2 separate regions of the Anas platyrhynchos genome follow, and region 2 is linked to region 1. Evidence: chromatin contacts called from public Hi-C data. All regions are on one chromosome and are shown on one strand. The core of a region is the stretch at or near the end of the contact, and the rest is flanking DNA. Distances in the headings are between cores, read along the strand shown.

Region 1 (7,156 bases), core at 1,668-4,167:
CCATTCACTGCAGCCTGGCTATTTTCCAATTCATTTTATATTTGACATCACTTACGAATATAGCCATCACTCACACAGGTAAATAAGAGGGTATTTTTACAGAATATGCCTAATTCCAACACCACTGATGCAATCAGCATTAAGATACATTACAAGTTAGAACATCTACTTGTTCTGGCAAGTAACCGTAAAATCCTTACCTCCGAAAAGCCAAGAGAATTGGGGAGATGCTTTGTTTCATAAAGCTCTAAAAAATGAAGGATGCCTTCCTTTGTCAATGTCTTATTCTCACTCTCAAACATTCTTTTATAGATGCACATGTGCCATGATGGGTGAAACAACCAACAACCTGTTACAAAAGCAAACTCTTCAAAATTAACAGTGACGCATTAGTATACTCTTTTTACAAATCTATGTTTTAAGGAAATTCATCAAACACACATACAAGACGTTGACATTCTGGATAACGCGATAGTCAATACACAACACACTTCAGAAAGATTATTACAGCTGCTAGATTTATAAAAATATCCTACTAAATCTCCCATTAAAAAAAAACAACAACAACAACAACAAAAAAGTAAATGCTCAAGTAAAACAAAACATAGAGGGGAAGTGCCAGGTAGTTAGTTCTGCTAGCAGGGAAAAAAAAAAAAAAGAAAAAGAAACAACTTCAGAATAAGATAATAAGCAATATGGTAGGATTTCTTGTTGCTGCATCTCAGAACAGCACTGACAGTGAAAACTTAACAAAAAGCTGCAAATAAAATGAAGAAAAAAGTGAGAGTTAATCACCTAATACTTTAGAGATGCTTCAGAAAATGTTGTCTTACCTTTTTCCCCTGATATAGCATGTTCGTATAAACTGTTTAGTTTTGGTAATACTGGCTTTATGACATGGATCTGAAATGCAAATCAGATACAATGTAAGTAGTCAGTTTACAATTTCAAATCTAAGAACTGGCACTTAGTCATGAGCTAGAATTTACTGTCAATAGCATCAATGTAGCAATTGACAATAAAACTGCATTTAAATAAACAAACATACTCTGCAATGCCTGTGCAACTCATCCAAGGACTTGGTGTGCAACAGGAAATCGTAGGCTACAGATTAAGACGAATTGTTACTTCTTTGCTACTGTATCATAATGGTAATCCTTCCCAATAACCAACCCTTCTATTCATCACAATTAGAATGTGAAGCTTTCAAATCAAACAGCACAAACCTCTGAAGTTAAACGCTTTGATAATGACTATTCTCTCAGTTACAGGACAATCATGCACAAATAATGCAAGATAAGTAAACTACAAACAGGTAATCACAACTAATTTATACCATGCAACTGCAGAGGGTCTCAGGTCAAAAGCAATCTTTCTACCAAGTTCACCGGCCTCTGAGTCAAACTTGGAATTACTTCCATCCAAGGGCACAAAGTGCTTTACTTGGAGATGTAGTGTCCTCTACTAAGAAGAGGTTACTGAGTGTAATAGCCTGATTTTTGCTGAGAAATGGGTTACCTCGCTGGGTAACCCAACGGGTCTTGCAATAAGCTGCAACCTGGGTTTTCCTTCCTTAGTTCAATGCACAGCCGTAACCAGATTTCAGAGAGAGATGGGAATGCATTCCAAACTATGCTTGCTGCATTTTAAAGATTAAAATTCAAAATGAATCATGCCTGACGATGCTTAAACGCCTTCAATGGCCCAAACTGTAAATGCTTATACTGTAGGGGCCAGAAGCTATGGCGCAGGAGCTGCCCCCAGGCTTTCCGGCGCCCTCACCTGGTTTCCCTCCAGGGTTTCCAGCACCAAGATGTAGGTCTCCCAGAAGCGCAGCAGCGCCTCGTTCTCCTCGGCAGACCACCAGAAGAGGCTGGGCTCTGCAGGCAACGCAGACAGCTCGCTGACACCGCGCTGAGGCGGTGCCACAGGAGCCCTCCGGGGAGGGGGCCACACACACAGCAGGGGCCGGGAGGCGACGCGGTGCCTCCCCCCCATCCTTACCGTCCCCGCCGTCGGGGGGGCAGCGCAGGCAGGCTGCCTGCCCCCCGCAGAGATCCACGGCCCTCTTCAGCAGGTAGCGGGCCCTCCTGCGGCACAGCCCGTCCCCGCGGGCCAGCCCCTGCTGCACCAGCCTCCAGAAGCGAGGGCAGAGCCTGGCGTCGGGCCCTGCCGCGGCGCCGCGGGGCAGCAGCGCGTCGCACAGGGCGCTCAGCGCCAGCAGCGCCCGCCCGGCCCCGGGGGGCTCCCCGCCGGCCCCCAGCAGCCCCTCCCAGACGCGGCCCAGCGCCTCGCCGTTGCCGCCCAGCGCCGGCAGCAGCCGCCCGGCCGCCAGCGCCGCCGCCGCCTCGGCCTCGCCGTCGTCCCGCAGCAGCGCCAGCGCCGCCGCCACGCTCCGCGCCACCAGCGCCGGCTCCTCCAGCCAAGGCGCCGCCGCCGCCAGCGCCTCCACCGCCGCCTCGGCTCCTGCCCCACCGCCTCCTCCTCCTCCCTCCAGCTCGGCCAGCGCGTCGCGGGCCAGGCGTGCGGCCAGCGGCGCCCCGCAGAGCTGCACGCAGTGCCGCAGCGCGCCCCGCAGCGCCCGGCACAGCCGCAGCCGCTCGGCGCACGCCGCCCCCCCGGCCGCCCCTTCCCCGAGCCGCAGCAGCGGCCGGCAGCGCTCCAGCGCCACCTCCCAGGCTGCCCGCCGCAGCGCCTCGCCCGCCGCCGCCTGCCCCTCGCCCTCGCCCTCGGCCGCCGCCGCCAGGCGCTGCAGCAGCAGGCGCAGCGCCTCCGCGCGCTCGGCCGACAGCGGCGCGCACACGGCCCGCAGCAGCGCGCAGGGGTCGCCGCCGCGGGCCAGCAGCGCGTCGGCCAGCACCACCTCCATGCTGAGGGAGGGGACTCGGCGCGGTGCGGCTCGGCTCGGTGCGGGGCCGGTGCGCAGGCGCGGCCCCGGTGCGGAGGGGTGGGGAGGCGGGGCCGGGCCGCTGCGTCCCGCTGAGGGGAGGGAGGGAGGGGCCGCCATGTTGGGGGGCAGCGGGAGGGGTTGGGGACGGGGTGGGGGTCTCCTTCCCACCAGGTGTAGTGCGCAAAGTGTGGTGTTCGCCCGTGCTTGCTGTTGCCGTCTGTTCCAATAAATAAAGTATTTTCTAGTTTCCAGACCTGACCCGTGATCGTGGCCATTGTTATAAATGAAGTCTCAATCTGAATGTAGTAATATTTATAAAAAGAATATTTCTAAAAGGTATAAAAGGCAAGTAAACAGTGCTGGGTGTGCAGGGAGTCTACGCTCTACCAACACGCACACATGAACATCAAACATTCTAAACATACAGAACATTGCTTTACATACTAAACCCAAGTACGCCTATACATACATACAATCAGAAAAGGTAACAAACAATCCTTTAAGTTCCATGACTGAACAGTCTCCATTTTCCATTCCTTTTCTTGATTACAAACAAGTCTCCATTTTCCATTCCCTTTGAACAATATGTCTCGCTTTAAGTTGTCAAGCAACTCGGCCTTTGGGCCTTACGTATCCCGTTCTTCCTGGATCGAACAAAAGCATATCCATCTCCTTTTCAAGGCCAATAGGCCTGGGTCAAAAGGCACGTCCAGGTCACCAGGGGGCGGAACAGCAAAGGCCTGCGATGGCTGTAGCGGCAGAGGGGCCCATGGCGTAGCAGACTTTCAGTCTTTTTTTTCTTTTCTTTTCTTTTTTTTTTTCTTCTTGAGAACAGGCTTCTCTCGTATACCCTTCTCCCCACAGCAGTCCTTTTCAAAAACAACTTTTCATCGGTCAAACAACTTTGCATATAACAGCAACAGCAAACACAGAGAAACTTCCATGCCTCAACCTCTGGAGAACAAGCAACCCAAGACTGCATAGAGTCTCCTGAATCACCCTTCTTTGTTCCTTCTAAACTCTTTTACATTCCTGATGACCTCATCGTTCAGAGTCTAATGTTATCATCAACCACAGGGCTTGCCAACCCCCATGGCCACACTCGCACATCTCCCCTTTCTTCATTAATATCAACCATCTTCTCGACATGAATTACCACTCCATATATGACCCATGATCATGGCCATGAAGCCTACCTGAGAGCCCTTCATCTGCCCCATAAAACACTTTCTAGTTTCAAGATCTGACCCATAGTCGTGGCTGTGAAGCCTACCTGAATGCCCTGCATCTGCCCCGGGAAAACTGTAGGAAAACAGGGCACTGGCACCATGCCGTTAGCTCCTTAGCTGTGTGCCAGCAGCTGGCGTGGGGACCAGGGCAGTTTGATGTAGCCAAAAGGGAAAAAGGAAAGCAGGCTGATTTCCAGGGGGTGTAATTTCTAATTTCTATCTTTTTTTTCACAGCACTTCGAAAATGGTCACAGACTGCTCTCCGGGAAGATGTCACAGAGAGAGGCAAACGTGGAACTTTCTGGTCCCATGAAAGCAAAGGACAGCAGATTCCCTGCACAGCAGCACTAGGAAAGCACAGTTTCTGATGGATATGGGAGTTACCATGGCTAACTTCTCAGGCATCTAATGAAAAAGGCCTCTTGAAGTTTTCACTGTGAGCTCCCACTTGATCTTTTTCTCCAAATCACACAAGTATAGTCTCTCTCCTTTCCCTGGCTACACACTTCCCCGATACATTTTTGAAATTTGTGATCTTTGAGAGTCTACTGACTGCAGAAGAGCTGAAGCTTGTTACTGCAAGGGACCTATAGTGTGACTGACTGCCTATGAGGTAAATTCCAGAAAAAGAAGGGGAAAAAGAACTATTTTAGACCTGCTAGTTAACGTGGTTTCCATATGCCTTCACAGTCTGCGTGTATTTAGTTACATATAAAATACATAATCCAGAAAAAGCTTAAGAGAACAATTGAAATTCATACATTTATTTAAATGTAAAGTAAAATATAGCGCTTTGTTTCACACACACACACACACACACACACACACACACACACAAACCCCAAAAAACGACATTTTTTCAGAGGAGGAATGACAGAATATACAAAATTACTAAATGGGATGCTTGCAGCTGAAATCTCTTTCATGCCATAATACATTTTGTCTGCTCTTCCAGTTGCTCTGATGTCTTTCTTCAAAGTTCTTCATTTCTTACATCATGCAGTCAAGATGAATTGTGGGTGTTTCTTTCAGCAGGTCTGAATAAGTCCTGAAAAGGGGTCATTTCTTTATTTCAATCTGTCTTCTCTTCCAGGCACCTGTAGGACTTAACTGAATGAAGCATTAAAGGTCTGTACAACATGTAATAATCAATACAATAAAATACTAGGTGCTTTGCTGGTCTCCATTATTGCCTGATTTCATCCTTGCTATTATTTTTATGACAATGGGGTGCCAATTCTAAAGCCCTATTACATCAACTTAAACATCAGCATTTAAATTTGGACTGGTTTACTGCAGATCATTTTTTCAGACAAAAAGAAGTGGGTGAGAAATTAAGCCCATGGGAGATTAGGCTGGGGAGCATCTGAGCAGAATGTGATGCAGGGAAAAAAAAAAAAAAAAAAAAAAAAAAAAAGTGGTTACGGAGTTAAGAGAGCAAAAAGGAACAATAGGTATCATCAAAAGGAAATATTTTTCCCTTCTTGGCTGGTGCTGAATGCAGCAGAAAGACACTCGATAATACCTAACAATCTAGTCAGTCCATACGTAGCAAGCTTTACGTTTGCTATTAGCAGTATGTTAACAATAGGAACAGTAGTGGTGGTTCTGCCAAATGCCAAGAGAAGGTTCCACAAATTTTATACTTCAGTAGACACTCCATGAACATGATGACTTTTCCACAGTCTGAGCTCGATACTTCTGCTGTATGTTGGGGATTGTTCAAAATCCTCTTCCAAGAAGCAACATTTTATAATTTTCAGGTGGCAAGAGCTACAGCATTCACACCCCCACACCACACTCCTTAGTGCTCAGAACCCTGAATTTGTGCCTTCCAGCTCTATACTCCCAACACGTAGCCCTACCTCACCAAACACCATGTCCCATTCTGTTTTCCCCACCTCCCAATCCTATTCTTTTCCACCCTTATTTCCAAGACAGCCCTGCTCCCGGGCCCCAGCCTGCCAGTTGCAGGCACCTCTGGGATCCCAAATCCTTTTCACCCTAGCCTTAATGTACCAACCCCGGCACTCAGAGCATCCCACCCTCTGCACTTCTATTTGAAAGATGTTCTGTAGTTCCTCATCTATCCAGGTCCCCTCCAGCCTCAGCATACTGCTTAGATCAAAGGCTGAAATACCTTGGTTGCTTTTCATTTGTTTGTTGGTTGGTTAGTTGTATTTTGTTGTGCTGTTTGTTTACTAAACTGCAGCTGTTTTCTTTACCTCTGCTACCTGAGATATCCACCCTCATTCTGATTAATCTGCTTTGGAAACCTGGGACTGAGAGGTATTACTTGAAACATCAAAACCAGTCCACAATGGCAGCAGACAGCCCTGAAATAAATGGCCAGTCTGGACGTGTCCTTGTCACAGGCCACTACTATCTATAGGCCACAAAACACTTCTCAACACCCCATAACAGATGAAGGGCTTACTGCACTCTCCTCTCCCGTAAGCAGCTTGTCCGTGCTGTTTAATACTATTACTCAGCCTCTGGGAGGCAGCACAGAGATGAGAAATGCATATTAGTGTTGATTCACGTCTGAACTACTATAACACTGCCTTTGCTGATGATTAGGGTTTCCAGCACATGGCAACTAGCTGACCGAGCTCGGGCTGATTTTACAACTCACGTACTTAACAATATTTATTGGATTTCAGTATTTTTTTTACCTTTTTTTTTTTTTTTTTTTTTAAGTAACTTGTTATGCTACACCTTTTTAGCACTACAAGAGGGCTAAGGTTCCTTCCTCATGCCTCTAGTTAGAAAATCAGTGCCCTAGTTAGGTGCATGCTCTCTTAGTAAACTGGAACCTTGTTCTGATGTAAATGTTTTCCCCTGTAATCACACAATCAGGCAATCCTGTGTGAGAAACAGTCCAGTGATGACCATTCCAGCACTCAGTTATATTGGAAAAGGGTCATAGACAAAATTGCAGTCTAAACTACAGACAGGTATTTCAAAGTTTTGGAAATCCCCAGGTACAATTCTGGAAGGTCACTGCTGAGCTGAGCCACCGTGATAGATCATTAGA
Region 2 (7,156 bases), core at 1,570-4,069, 240 kb after region 1:
TCGACTATCAGTCACTAGGGTAAGCATTCAGAGATAAAGAAATAATGACATATACTGGCAACTATAAATTTTTAATAAAGGCTTTTGACTACTGATCACTAATGTATAAAACCATACACTTCAACCAGAGACTAAAGAAGGACCGTTAAGAATCACTGAGATTCTAAGATTTAACATTGACCTACAGAATCTTTGAGGTCTGACTACTGTGCAATTTTTCTTTTCTTTTATGCATTTTACAGGATTCTTTATAAGTTCACTAACTAAAAGAATTACAAAAAAAAAAAAAAAAGCTCTGAAGTATATGCAGGAATTCCTCTCTTACTAGTGTCTAAAACTAAATTTAAAACATCTTTCGAACAACAGCCAAAAGTTGCATTTAAAATACACCAAAAAAAAGCAGTGCCTCAGGTAATGAGAGAGGAGGAAGACCAATTTTTTGTTTTATCTCAAGGATCTACAATAAAAGGAAAAACCTCCCTCTGTTCTAAAGACATCACTGCAATCTAAAAAGGGGAAAGACAAAGCCTTAGCCATCTTTCATAGAAGGAATTTAGGCACAATGGAGACCCACGAGCACCCATATAAAACCAGCTCTCGAACAGCACGGGACTTGCAGGTTTTTCAGGCACAGCTCTTGAGTATGGGAAAAAATGTTTCAAATGCAAAGCAGCAACCTGACATTCGGGCATGATTTGCAAAAGTCCTGAGCTGCACCAGCACCTTCATGACCAGTCCCACAACACCGACCCAAAACCCTTTGCCTCTCCATCTCCCAGCTGTGGTGCCCGCCTCCTATGTTCCTCTCTCTCAGGTGAGCAAGACCATTGTCTCTACTTGCACACAAAGCAGTTGCGCCTTGTGTATTCAAGGAGAACAGCAAACTCATGTAAAATCATCTTAAACTAAAGCTGCAGAAACTAGCCAGCTCCAGATGTTTACAGCGTTCCAATCTTCTGGTCCCAAGATTAAATACAATTAAGGACCAGAACTAGGAACACAAAAACTGAAGTAAGAACACCATACCCACTAATTAAGCAAGATTAAGACATCTGGAAAACCAAAGTCCCTGCATCCTTGGAGACTTCCATTTTTTTCCTGAAACCTGAATCCAGGCACTTCATTTTTATTATGGGATTTCCCAATGCAATATTTAGCCCCAGCACATCCCAAACAAAAGGATATAAAATGTAACTGGGATGGCAAAATAGTATCAGATCTTCATTTGTTTGCCAGTGTTTGAGCAAATACAACTGGAAATCTGCTGACACCTGGGAGCCCCTGTCCCTCCTAAAGTCTGGTGACACTGCACTACAGAGGCTGAAAAATAATCTTATCCTAAGAATGTTTACCCATTCTAAAGATGGTTTCCACAGTTTTTTAATACAACGCTCCTGCTGTTGCCCAAGAAGCAGCACATCTTCACCCAAGGAAGGGCTGCTGCACTGGGCCTTGCTTTTGCCCAGTATTTCAGAGTGAGCTTCACCATCCAACGGCAAAAATTCTGTAACGATCTGGTCACTGATAACACCACAGAAGCCTCCAAGCTGCAAAGTTACAGCATTGCGTCCTGAATATTACCTAAAGCCTCCCATCTAGAAGCAGCGTATCGCGCAGAAGGATCTGAGGTCTTTCAGTTGAGTTCTCCAAAGAACAGCTACTTCTTACCAAAACACAGCAGATTTTTTCCATTTTTAAAGAAAAAGTCAGTTCTTAATCCCAGCAAGTCCCTCAGCATAATTTTTAGAGCCAGCCTAAGGTTTGTTCAGAACATTATACCTGGCAGAAGCCCACCTAACGAAAACAACAGGATGCAAAGATCACTTTGGATGGTTCTGTAAAAAATCTTATGTAATCCAGTACCCTCTCTCCTACACAGCCAATTACACCGCTGAAACCTAGGTTTCTGCTGCGAGACAAATGAACTCCAGCTCACTGTACTGAAAATCGTCGATGCCTTGCAGCGTGGGGTGAGAAGTGCCTGGAGGCCAGGCCACCACCACACCGTGCTGCTGCGGTGCTCCCCACGTGAGCACGGCCGCCAGGCTGGGTGCGCTTGCTGGGGAAGCCTACCCTGAGGGGCATTTCTGGGAATTTGAGTGATTTCTGGGAATTTGAGTGCTTTCTGATCTGCTCGGTTACTGCAGGGTGCCTGCCCCTCTCCCCACGGCAGGAGGGGCCCGTTTGGGCTGCTCGGGGCGCCCACCCCGATGTGGCCGTGACACGGAGCCAGTGTCGAGGACGTGAAATAACGGCGAGCCACGGGCGGAGCTCCACGTTTTGGATGATCGCCCTTTTCCTCTGGCATTCATTCTTATCCTGGCGGCCAGGGCCGAGGCCGCCAGGAGGGTTTCAGAATGCGGCGGGGGCGAGATGCAGCCCCATAAATCCCCTTCACCCACCCCCGCCTCAGGACGCCCCCTCCCCCCTCCGCTGTTTCCCGCCGGCGGGAGGGCGCCGCGCGGCCGCCACGTGCCGGGCCCGGGCGGGAAGGGGCGCCACGGCCGTAACGGCTGCAACAGAAATGCAACGGCGCGGGGGGAGCCGTTGGGTCCCGCTGGTGCCGGTTGCGCGGCGCGGACACTCACGCTCCCGCAGGCGGCTCTTGAAGTTGGGGTCGCTGCGCCGCTTGCGGTCGAAGTAGATGCAGTACCCGATGAAGAGCGCCCCGCATAGCCCCGCGGCGATGGCGCTGGTCCTGCCCACCATCATGGCGCGCGGCGCCCACCGACGGCCCCGCGGCGCCGCCGAGCTCCGCAGGCACCTTGGGCCGGGCGGGCAGCGGAAGGCGACGCCGCGACGCGCTTCCGACGCGCCCCCACCCGCTCCCTCCCACCTCGCGTCATCGGCCGCCGCCGCCGCGCTCCCGCCCCGCCCCACGGCGCATGCGCGGCCGGCGGGCTCCGGGTGCGGGCAGGGAGGGAGGCAGCAGGCAGAGCACCCAACAGCCCAGCAGCTCCGCACCGAGGCTTTATTAACACAGCGCCGCGTCCGGGGCTATTTCTTCTTCCCGGGTCTCCTCTTGGCAGCGCCTTTTCTCAGTCTCTTGGTCCTGGCGCCCCGTGCGCAGGGCGCTGCCTTCTCTCCCACGAAGGAGGCGCTGTGCACGCTGCCGCTGCGGGTGGGTGCCGCGCTGCGAGCCCTGCCCTTGGCGCCGCGGGGCTGGCCGGCCGCTCGCCGCGCCGCGCTGCCCTTCTCCACGCAGCGCTTCACACGCACCTTCCGCCCCTGCAGCGCCGAGTCGTTGAGCTTCAGAGCCAGGTGCACGGCGTCCGTGTTCTGTGGGAACAGGCACACGCCTTAGCCTCAGCGTGCTCCCGGCTGGTGACTTCCCGACACGCGGCTGCCACATGCTCTTGAAAATGAGCTCGCAAACAGCTTACACGAGGCGTGAGAGACACAGGCAGAAACTGGTAAAAAAGGTCTTGGGCTGCAGGAGGTAAACTAAGGAAGGTGAGGCTGGGAGAAAAATACGAGAAGCAAGTCATACAAAGCCTAAATGGGCAGAACTAGCCGCAGAACTGGCAGGAGAAAAGAATTCCGCTTATATTTTGAAACAAGAAATGGGAGAATGTTGCAGTTACACCAAGCAAGCTCATCTTTTCCTCCTATAAATCTTTTCCTTAAAGGTCATTTCTTTAACCCCAATGTTTTGCAGCTTTTCTTTGTACTTTACCTAAAATAGTTTGCTTTCATGAGCTTCCACAGGACCGGTCTTCCAAGCTACTTTTAAGGTACAAAACAATGCTACCACGTACCACATACATATCCAAAATAGCAAAAGGTCAGAAAAAGCTGTAAAAGCAAATCCCAGCTCAGATTTTGAAGAATTCCCAGTGTCCTGAGCGTGCCACACATACGTACCTCAAAGAGAATGTAGCCAAAGCCCTTCCCCATGCCGGTCTGCCTGTCTCGCACAATTCGCACTGCTACCACATCTCCGCAGTCAGCAAAGTGTTCTCTCACGGCATCATCGCTGATGTCTGCAGGAAGCACAGTAAAACAGACGTCTCCTCAGTCAGAGAGACCACTTTAAAAGCCTACCCCAAATCCACATATTTTATATTTTACCACCTTAGGTACACAATATATGTATTTAGATAGAATTTTTTTTTGTATCAGTGCATAAGTATTGGTGGTTCAGAAAAATACCAGCTGGTTGACAATGCAGACTTTATAAAGGGCTGTTTACTTTGACACTCACCGATTTGCTAGCTTTGAAGAGTACAATACAAATCACAAAGGAGAATGAAGGCAAAGATCAAAAGATTTTTAAAAAATAATTTAATTTATGATTTGAAAATACTGAAAATGAAGATTCATTAAGATTCTTGTAGCTCCTTCTTATGCCGGAATCTGTTTCTAAGAATTACTAACTGATGACACCAAGCTTGAGCTGGCAGTTCTTGAAGCGTAATGCTCACTGACCTGGATGGGGGAGATGGGATTAATATTACTGAGCCTCACATGTGGCCATTACCAGCATTCTCGGTCTCATACTTATCCAACTGGAAAGACAGGTGTGATGCAGCACTACTAAAACATAGGTTACTCTCCTTTCTGTACAGCTACACTTCAGCCTGTGGTAAGTCCCTTTACACAGCCAAAATTGCATCTGTGCTACAGGAGGGTCTGAATTTAATGGTACAGGTTTAATTGCAACGATGGGACCTCTGTGTGCAGTTCAAGGTGCTGAAGTCATTTCCAGAGCACTGCAAATGCCCAAACTGTTCTTTTCTTGCTCATCCCAAGCATCCTGACTCCATCAATATCCTCATGTGGACCACACCTGGCAGTGATCCTTTCATCTACTCAGAAGCAGCTGAATACTCAGTAGGCACTCACCCAAACTGCACAGCAAGCACCTCCGCAACAACCCATTGCCAGCAGCTGCCTGGACAGAGCCACTCAGCCCGTGGCTCACAGACAGCATCAAAAACAGCCCTAACTGTGTGTCATTTGGAAGTGGTTCACAAACAAGTTCCAGCATGTGTCTGATAGTTTATTACGCTATGGCTCTATGCAGTTTGGTCGTATTTAAGAAACATCAAGTAACAACAAGAAATAAAAAGTGCTTGTAGTTATTGAAATGTAACAGAAGAAAATTGATCTGCAGCACTTGCTGGAAACTTACCCCATTAGGTGTTTCAGTCAAAATATAAAACTACTATTTTAACAATTCCAGTAAGTGATATTTAGCTACCTAAACAAGATACCCTGAAATAACAATAAATAAAGAAAATCCTAATGTCAACATATTCCAAAAAGTGTTAAATAATGAGGTATGAAAATCCATTTTACTTACCATATGAGAGATTTCCCAAGAATACAGAACGTTTATTGTCATGCTAAAGAAAACAAGGAAGAGGTAAGACACTATGTTACTTGTTATAAGAAAAAACAGAAAATTACTTTGAGTCACAAACATTACTCACCAAACTGTTTTTTGATGCAATGTCAACTCTGATGTGAAATCCACTAGCAATTTCTGTTCCGTTTCTTTTGGAGTCAAAAGAAAAAGGTAATATTTAATTTACAGTGTCCCTGCATAGTACTCTTCCAAAAGCAAATTTACTTTTTAAGTTTGAAAAAAAGTATTTTAATTCAAGCAAAAGACAGGTGGCAGTTTAAATTTGTCCCTTCGCACTCTGCGCTTTCAACATGAGGAGCAAAACCAAGACTTACTTTTTTAGAGCCTTAATGGCGTCACATTCTTCCTTAAATACAATGTAGGCATTAATGTACTTCACGTTAGGGTGAATCTTACGCCTGGAACAGGAAAAAGACATGCATTTAAATAAATCTGAGATACTGTGCAGTGCAGATACACTTGTTAAACATGTTTATATCTCCTCTGTTTTGCACACAGGAGCAAATTCAATTCTCTTAAAGGCTGAGAAGCTCCTTATGTCCAAGGAAGTCCCACTGTACATCTTAGCTTCTATTTGCACCCAGATTGAGCATCCTCAGTGCAGAAATACACCCAAAGGAATTAAAGACAATTACTGCACTTGTATTTCACCAAGGAGGTAGACAACCTAACAGAATTAATTCCTTACTGCTAAACTGGGCACATAATACCTTTTTACTTCTCAAAAAACGTGCATACACACAAAGGTAATTTCAGAAGTCAAAGAAACAAAAGAAAGAATGAATATAGCTAAATATGTAAGAACATTTAAAGATCATTTTTGCCTTAAAAAATAAAGCATGAAACTCACAAGCAGAACCTACTTTATTGCTGCTAACTTTTTGGATAAAGTGTCTTCTGCTGGAACCTTTAAAATAAAAAGAGCTTATGTTAACTAGTGTCAATTTATCTCAAATGCTTGCTCTCAAAGACAAAGAAGTCAAACGGGTTCCACTCCCACCCAGAGTAATGTAGCCAGTACACAGAGCAGATGATGTAAATGGATATTCTCAGAGATGATCTAGAAGTAGCTTAAAATTACACAGCTGGCTTTAACCTGATCTGTTATGTTTCTTGAGTTCCAAGACAATTATCTTCAACTGTTGTACCCAGTACAGTGATTCACAATCAATATTCCTTAGCTCCTGTAATTTAAGAACAGCTAAACAATACCTTAGTTAAACCCCCAATAATACAGGCTTCCTTCTGGGACAGAAAACACAGCTCCAACTGTACAAACTGCTGTTACAGAAAGCGTCAAATGTGATGAAAGGAAAGATGCACCTGTGGTGTCTCTCTGGTAAAATCTCCAGGGCTTCTTCTAATAGTAAAATGTACCCACCCACACCCGCTTCTGATTTAATGAACGTACAACCCTTATAAACACTATCCTGTAAGGTCACAAAAGTAAAAGCCATGTAACCGCGGAAGAAATAACGTACCACAGAACGGAATCGAATGGATTCTATTTGTCCATATTCTTTAAAAAGGGATTTCAGCATCTGAACAGAAAACATTACAGATATTCAATGTATTTTTGCGTCCTGACAACAATTATTGTGAACACTTAATTACTAGTAAGATTTTTACACTATTTTCATTTCACTCATACAAGGTATGTTTACGGACTACTAAAAATAAGCAACTTGTAACTACTTCTGTATTTCCTGTAGCAGCAGCTTATGTTAGAGACTGCCAAAACTGAATTCACACCCCTAAGTATAGAGGAAGGTATAAATTTAAAAT

What was found. A called contact is a pair of places that touch in the nucleus more often than the background predicts.
Region 2: a contact with region 1 is called in a Hi-C map of subcutaneous adipose tissue, with 2.8 times the contacts expected there. The contact joins the promoter of TOMM20 here to the promoter of TARBP1 in region 1. A contact is called at or near these places in 4 of 8 Hi-C or Micro-C datasets (F1 follicle, liver, skeletal muscle and 1 more).

Annotation. Positions count from the first base shown.
Region 1 is chr3:26,723,316-26,730,471 of IASCAAS_PekinDuck_T2T, forward strand. It overlaps TARBP1 (tRNA guanosine 2 -O-methyltransferase TARBP1), which reads right to left and starts at 2,918. Exons shown (of 30, transcript XM_038176924.2): 1 at 2,005-2,918; 2 at 1,783-1,880; 3 at 834-903; 4 at 201-349. The coding sequence starts at 2,869.
Region 2 is chr3:26,960,831-26,967,986 of IASCAAS_PekinDuck_T2T, forward strand. TOMM20 (translocase of outer mitochondrial membrane 20) reads right to left here and starts at 2,820. Exons shown (of 5, transcript XM_027453760.3): 1 at 2,589-2,820. The coding sequence starts at 2,712. It overlaps RBM34 (RNA binding motif protein 34), which reads right to left. Exons shown (of 11, transcript XM_038176161.2): 5 at 6,853-6,912; 6 at 6,235-6,278; 7 at 5,686-5,769; 8 at 5,436-5,499; 9 at 5,306-5,348; 10 at 3,865-3,983; 11 at 2,958-3,279. The coding sequence ends at 2,998. LOC113843398 (small nucleolar RNA SNORA14) reads right to left here and starts at 2,363; the gene lies at 2,232-2,363.